2 separate regions of the Sus scrofa genome follow, and region 1 is linked to region 2. The links are chromatin contacts, called in public Hi-C maps. All regions are on one chromosome and are shown on one strand. The core of a region is the stretch at or near the end of the contact, and the rest is flanking DNA. Distances in the headings are between cores, read along the strand shown.

Region 1 (3,569 bases), core at 512-3,011, 180 kb before region 2:
TTTGTTAATCATGGAGCCACGAAGGGAACTCTCAGATGCTACATTCTAGAGGGACAACAGTCCTTAGCTTTTTCTCCATCTAAATAAAAACCAGGCTCCCTCACCTTTATGTTCTCTATAAACTTTCATCCATTTTTGGCTTTCCAATTTTCCCCACTGATGCCCTTCCCCAAACTACGCCTCTCACCAGTAAGGCCGAGGGCAGGCAATCCGCTGGGAAGTCACTTTGCAGATAAGGAGACAGTTGCAGGGGCAACGAACATATTTTTTCCCAGGGGGTGCATTCTTGATTGGCTAGAGAATAATGGGGACATCGGTAAGCAAACTTCTAATCCCAATCCCTTCCAGTTCTTTCAAAAACACCTTCTGAGAAAAGATCAGAGAGATAAAGTCTTAGCCAGGACAGACAAATGAAAAGCATATAACATGAGATGTGCAAATGAAAACTAGGCTTAAGTATCCAGGATAGGTATGAAGGTGAGGGATGGCCAACATTAGCTTTAGTGAGTGGCTTCTGGGGAAATGGCTGTTTGAGACTCCTGGAACTGAAACCTGGGTTTCATGAAAGCACTTGGCTAACGCCTGAATGTCAGGGTCTAGAATCAAGGGATCAGAAAGAGGATCCAAGAAACAGGGCCCATTTCACAGGTATGTATAACTCACAGTGGCTTCATTGCAGACGCCACATTTGACTACATGCTGATGCATCTTGCCTTCCACGTTGATGAGAGACTGGCAGACTCGGCAGGTGATCATGGGAGCACTCCCACTGTCCGGGCTGGTCAGAGGTGAATAGGGGGGTGGGTCCTCCCCAGGCAACACAGCTGGGTGTCCCTCGGGGAACGGGGGAAATGCTGGAGAGGAAGTAAAAAGATGGGCTGGCATCACTTGCAGACATCCCCACGAGGTAAGGCAACTCATTCTGGTCCTCAACCCTTCTGACCAAGCTCAGCGGGATTCTCATAATCAGTGCTTCGATCACATCCCTCAGAACCCCCTTCGGTTCCTAAGGTCCGGTAGCGATTGCGGAGAAAGGAAACCTCATCCGGTCACAGGTGCAACAGCTCCGCACCTGGCGCTTGGGCCCCGCCTCCGCCCTCGGACCCGCCCCCTCCGCCTCTCCGTAGAGTACCCCCGGGAACACCTCGGACCTGCCCCAGCTTACCCTGGGGCGGGGCATGTTTACCCGCTCCGTACGGTGGTGCGGAGGGGGTCAGGCCTCCCCCAGGCCCAGCCCCACTCCCGCCCGGCCCTACTAGTCCGTTGCCGCCGGCGCCACCATCGATAGGCTCGGAGAGCAGCGGGGATCGCTCTCCATCTGCAGCCATGGCCGCCACCGCCGTCTCCCGCTTCGGCCAGGGATCTGGCTCCCTTCGCCGCTGCTGTAGCCGCAGCCACCGCCGCCGCCGCTACCGGGTCCCCAGGGCGCCTGCGCGCCGCGCGCCCCGCTCGCCCCGCAACCAGTGGCCTGCCCCGCCCCGCTCCGCCCCGCCGCACGTGATAGGCTATGCCCGCCCCCGCCGTGCTGTTATTTGCGGAGATAAACCAATTTCTGGTCCGGCGAAGGCAGCTCTTATTTTCCATTGGGCAGCATCGCGCCAACATCAACTGTCACATGACCTTCAGGAAGCAGCTAGGCCAGCAAAAACTGCACGTGACGAGAAGTTCTTCAAGCCATTGGAAGCATGGCCCATCGCGCTACCTCCAGACCAGGAGGTGGAGCAGGACTGCTGCTTCTCCGTGGTCACGTGTTTCAGAAAGCCGCCCATCCCGGTGTTAGTCGCCCAGTGGGGGCAGACAATCATTGCTCCGAATCCGTCCAAAGATATCACTAAAAAACTTTTCTCCTTGTCGCGGTTATAATTGGCCTCTCATTGGCTTAAGGCTTCCCTTCCCTGGCCCTGCGATCCTTGGGGCGCAACTTTACTGCCCCGAACTTGGCGCCGGAACCCGGGGGCGTGGCTCAAAAAGCAGCAATGAAAGAGTGCGGGAGTTTGGACTCTTCTAAGCACCAGCAGGAGGAACGGTAGGCAACAGTTAGCCACTCTATTCAAAGGAATACCGGTAAAAAGTCAGTGGAGATGTGTAAAAAAGCAGTGGATTAAAATGTTAAGATTGTCACTCCAGCCTTTCTCGCTGGAGTCACAGAACACAGGACTGGCTTTCCCAGGAAGCTGCCTTGCAGACTCCACCCTCCCTTCGTCCCTGATTAAATTACGAAATTATATGAGCCTGTCTATCACTACAATTATCTCATCGTTTATTTTGTGACGCCCAGTTCTAGACATATGCGTGGTAAGAGTTTTTTGACAATCAATTCCAAGGATGTTTTGGTCACTTTGTTTTGTGATATGAGAGTCTTTAGACTTGTCTCAGCTTTGCCCCCAGCCGCGAGGCAGCTAGTGGAGGTTATTCTGACAGGTAATGGAAAAGATCTTAAGCAGTTCAAACATTTAAACATCCAGCTAACCCACCTACCCACTCTCCTGTTCATCTATATTCATCTATATTCAAGTTGCATAGCAGATAAGACTACTTTTCAAATCAATCAAGGTGCTCTACTAAATGGGTACTCAGAGATGAAATGTGCAGGATCCCCTCCCACAGCTGAAAGGAACTTTTTTATTATTTCAGGATAGAGCAGGAAAGATGACAAAGTTAGGCAATGATTTGGAAGGATTTCCCTAGTCATGTAAGTGTAGGATGAGCAAACTATTATTCTGGAATTAATGGTGGATGATAGAGTAAAAGTGAGTCACCTTAAAGATATCTCTGTCTTTCCAGTGTTACTAGAGTAATTTCCTTTAGTTAAGCAGTTTCAGGAATGGAAGGGCCTCATTGTCACAGAAGGGAGCACACAGAGGTGCAGCTCATGCTTTTGGGAAATACCTGATTTCTACAAATGGGAACATTTTAGCTCAGGTCTATTAAATGTAGAGACACCTTGATGGAGAATAATGCTGAAATGGCTGCCTTTTTCTAAAGAACTCCTAGAAACCAAAGCAGAACCCTAAGGGTCTATCAGTAACCTCTGAGCCCAATCTTTGGGTGCCAGCTCCTTCTTCAGCCTCATGTGATCTTTATAGGAGCTTGAACCACATTTGAGTTGTCCCCATATTATAGCCCAAATTGTGACTTCTACATCTGGGAGGCAACAGGAATTGAAAAAACAGGGTGTTCCCATCGTGGCACAGAGGAAACGAATCCTACTAGGAACCAAGAGGTTGCGGGGTCAATCCCTGGCCTTGCTCAGTGGGTTAAGGATCTGGTGTTTCTGTGGTTGTGGTGTAGGCTGGCAGCTGTAGCTCTGATTAGACCCCTAGCCTGGGAACCTCCATATGCTGGAGGTGTGACCCTAAAAAGACAAAAAAAAAAAAAAAGAAAGAAAAAAGGGAATTGAAGAAACAACTCCGAGGACCATGACTAGTTTAGTTAGAAGCCTCTCCAGTGAGCCTAACATTGAGGAAAGTACAGCCCACCCCAAATATTTAATACTAAAGAAACTGTTACTTTCCTGGCACTTGTGGCTGCTACAGAGGCTGGAGATTTCACCTGGGTTCTGATTTTTA
Region 2 (3,913 bases), core at 1,102-3,601:
AACTGATATTTGCTCTTTTAGGGCTGCACCCATGGCATATGGAAGTTCCCAGGCTAGGGGTTGAATCATAACTGCAGCTGTTGGCCTATGCCACAGCCACAGCAATCCCAGATCCAAGCTGCTTCTGAGGCCTACACCACAGCTCAAGGCAACACCGGATACTTAACCCACTGATTTAGGCCAGGGATCAAACGCACATCTTATGGATACTAGTAGGGTTTGTTACTGCTGAGCCATGACGGGAACTTGCTATTTGCTTTCTATGATTCCCATCAATACTTTTTGAAAACAACTTTATTGAAGTATGATTTACGTACCTTAAATTCATCCTTGTCAGTGTACAATTTAATTATTATATCAGTAGGTTTACCAAACTGCATAATCATCACTATAATCAAGGTTTAAAACATTTGCATAATCACAGTAAGATCCTTCTTAACTTAAAATATGCACAGCCTAGGAGTTCCCACCGTGGCTCAGTGATTAACAAATCTGACAAAGAACTATGAGGTTGCCAGTTTGATCCCTGGCCTCGCTCCTTGGGTCAAGGATCTGGTGTTGCTGAGAGCTGTGGTGTAGGTTGCAGACGTGGCTCGGGTCCCATGTAGCTGTGGCTGTCGGGTAGACCAGCGGCTACAGCTCCGATTAGACCCCTAGCCTGGGAACCTCCACAGGCCACCGGAGTGGCCAAAGAAAAGGAAAAAAAAAAAAAAAAAAAAAAAGCACAGTCTAAAAGCTGAGAGTTTAGTTTCATTAGGGTCAAAATAAGGACTACAGTTAAGTTTTACTGGGGGGCAAAATGAAGATTATAGCTCTGAAATACCAATCCAAAGAGGTAGGGGGGAATGTCATTACATATGTGATTTTGTGCCGGGGGCGGGGGGTGGGGTGGTGGGGTGGAATGTATCCATGCAGTCAAGCACACATTTTTTACAGAAGGTTACTGTTAATCCCGTGAAAGTTGCTGCCAGTCATGAGGAGCAGATGGCACCATTTTAATATTTTAGTGCTTTTCTAGATACAAGGAAATGCAAGAATTGGACACATAAAGTCTTCTCCTGAAAATATCTATCTGAAGACCTGTTCTGCCAGTTTTCCCAGAGCACAAAGTGATTCACTTCTGATTTCCACCCTGAGCTCCTTTCAGGGGGTGTTGAAGATCAGTGACTGTAGTGGTTAGTGACTTAATCCTCATAGAGGCAGATAGCAAGTGCCTATCTCCAGTTGGGACTATTTATCTGTTCTTTATCTGTTTGTTTCATTATTCCCTCTTAACCAAGAATTCCAAGAGCAGAGACCTGGTTGAGACCAAAAACAAACAAAAAAAAGTATTTGGGCTTTGTTAGGACTGCAGCTAGGAAGTACAAATCTTTTTTTTTTTTTTTTCTTCACTGTTGAAATCAGTGACATTTCTTTTTCTATTATTACTCAAATGAATTTATCACATCTGTAGTTGTATAATGATCATAACAATCCAATATCACAGGATTTCCATCCCATAGCCCAGGCACATCCCCCCACCCCCCAAACTGTCTCCTTCAGAGACCATAAGTTTTTCAATGTCTGTGAGTTGGCATCTGTTCTACAAAGAAGTTCATTCTATCTTTTTTTCAGATTCCACATGTCAGTGAAAGCATTTGATGTTGGTGTCTCACTGTGTGGCTGACTTCACCTAGCATGATAATTTCTAGGTCCATCCATGTTGCTAAAAATGCCAGTATTTTTTCCTTTTAATGGCTGAGTAATATTCCATTGTGTATATGTACCACCTCTTCTTGATCCACTCCTCTGTTGATGGACATTTAGGTTGTTTCCATGTCTTGGCTATTGCAAACAGTGCTGCAATGAACATCGGAGTACATGTGTCTTTGCGAGTCATGGTTTTCTCTGGATAGATGCCCAGGAGTGGGATTGCTGGATCCAATGGTAGTTCTATGTTTAGTTTTCTGAGGACTCTCTGTATCGTTTTCCACAGTGGTTGCACCAATTTACAATGCCACCAACAGTGTACTAGGGTTCCTTTTTCTCCACACCTTCTCCAGCACTTATTGTTTGTAGACTTTTGGATGATGGCCATTCTGGCTGGTGTAAGGTGGTACCTCATCGTGGTTTTGATTTGCATTTCTCTAATAATGAGTGATGTTGAACATCTTTTCATGTGTTTTTTGGCCATCTGTATGTTTTCTTTGGAGGAAGTAAAAATCTAAGGAAGCACTTGAATTGTGTTCAGTTGGATTACAAAATGAGGGAAGTTGATAAAAGCAAAAAATGGTGAAGTTACATAAATTGGCAAGAATTAGAAGTAAGAGTGCTTATTAAGCAAGGATTGGTTGGGGTTTGAGATGATTACATAGTTATGAAATGGGGAGGGGCTAGGCATTTTGAAAGTACAAGATTGCAGCTAGCAACTGCTAGCAGATACTATTTTCAAAATGATTGGTAATATCCTTGAGTTTGATGGAGTTCAGAAAGTTCAAGTTCTCAGTGATTTGGGAATGTGTCTGAAACCACATCCACATTGGGCACCTAGCTCATTTGGATGCCTGAGCCATAGTCACTCCATTTTGATTTTTAAGTGATCTTAAGTATGTCATCATTTTTCTTTTCTGCCTTTCTTTGTATTAAACAAGCACTTGTATCATTTTGTTTATCTCCTCCATTTTGTTTTACTTTTAATTCTTTAAGTTCTTAATCTTAAATTTATAAAATGCATCATTTTCTTATTATAGTCTTCCTGAAATGAAAATTTTTTATCTTATCCCAGACAATTCAAGAAACTTACATTGTAAGAAACATATAGCAGATGGACAATTTTCTTTTTTTTTTTTTTAATTTTTAAATTTTTATTTATTTATTTATTTTTGTCTTTTGTTGTTGTTGTTGTTGCTATTTCTTGGGCCGCTCCCGTGGCATATGGAGGTTCCCAGGCTAGGGGTCTAATCGGAGCTGTAGCCACCGGCCTACGCCAGAGCCACAGCAATGCGGGATCCGAGCCGCGTCTGCAACCTACACCACAGCTCACGGCAACGCTGGATCGTTAACCCACTGAGCAAGGCAGGGACGAACCCGCAACCTCATGGTTCCTAGTCGGATTCGTTAACCACTGCGCCACGACGGGAACTCCCAATTTTCTTTTTTTTAAAGATTGAATAATATTTCATTGTATACATGTATATGACATTTTCTTTATCCATTCATCCATCAATGAATATTTATATTGTTTACATATCTTGACTACTGTGAATAATTCTACAATAAACAGGAATGCAAATATCTCTTTGAGATACTGATATCATTTCTTTTGGATATAAAACCAGAAGTGGAATTGCAGGATCATAAGGTAGGGTTTTTTGAAATTTTTTCGGTAACCTCCATACTGTTTCTACAAGGGCTGTACCAATTCACATTCCAAAGTACACGATGGTTTCCTGGAGTCCACATCCTCACCAACACTTGCTATCTTTTGTCTTTTTGATAATAGCCATTCTAGCAGGTGTAAGGTGATATTGTATTTTGATTTGCATTTCCCTGATGATTAGTGATGTTATTGCCTTCTCATATATCTGTTGGACATTTGTGTGTCTTATTTTAAGAAATGTCACCTCAGGTCCTTTGCTCATTTTTAAATTGGTCATTTAGTTTTTTGCTATTGAATTATATGAGTTTTTATTTTATTTTATTTTTTTGCTTTTTTAGGGCCACACCCGTGGCATATGGAAGGTCTCAGGCTAGGGTCAAATCGGAGATACAGCTGCCGGCTACACCACAACCACAACAACCCAGGATCCTAGCCGCATCTGCGACCTACACCACAGATCACAGCAACGCTGGTCCTTAACCCACTGATCCAGATCAGGGATGGAACCTGCAACCTCATTGTTCTAGTCTGATTCGTTTCCCCTGTGCCACGCCA

Evidence for each region. Hi-C and Micro-C count contacts between places; a contact is called where the count stands out from the background.
Region 1: a contact with region 2 is called in a Hi-C map of alveolar macrophages, with 1.8 times the contacts expected there. The contact joins the promoter of PNP here to the enhancer-like site in region 2. A contact is called at or near these places in 2 of 5 promoter capture datasets (fetal liver and liver), 11 of 47 Hi-C or Micro-C datasets (alveolar macrophages, brain, embryonic fibroblasts and 6 more) and 2 of 2 datasets of contacts at active chromatin or transcription factors (alveolar macrophages and skeletal muscle).

The regions. Positions count from the first base shown.
Region 1 is chr7:78,445,221-78,448,789 of Sscrofa11.1, reverse strand. PNP (purine nucleoside phosphorylase) reads left to right here and starts at 1,761. Exons shown (of 6, transcript XM_013989064.2): 1 at 1,761-2,026. The coding sequence starts at 1,977. TMEM55B (type 1 phosphatidylinositol 4,5-bisphosphate 4-phosphatase) reads right to left here and starts at 1,467. Exons shown (of 7, transcript XM_003356721.5): 1 at 1,187-1,467; 2 at 664-854; 3 at 188-294. The coding sequence starts at 1,328.
Region 2 is chr7:78,268,184-78,272,096 of Sscrofa11.1, reverse strand. No RefSeq gene overlaps it. Among named protein-coding and RNA genes, the nearest start is that of TRNAT-UGU, 4.9 kb to the right of the region's middle. Within about 2 kb of position 2,351, at least 4 of the 83 cell types and tissues checked have an H3K27ac peak or open chromatin away from gene starts, as enhancers often do. A contact at or near this core is called in alveolar macrophages, where this site is marked.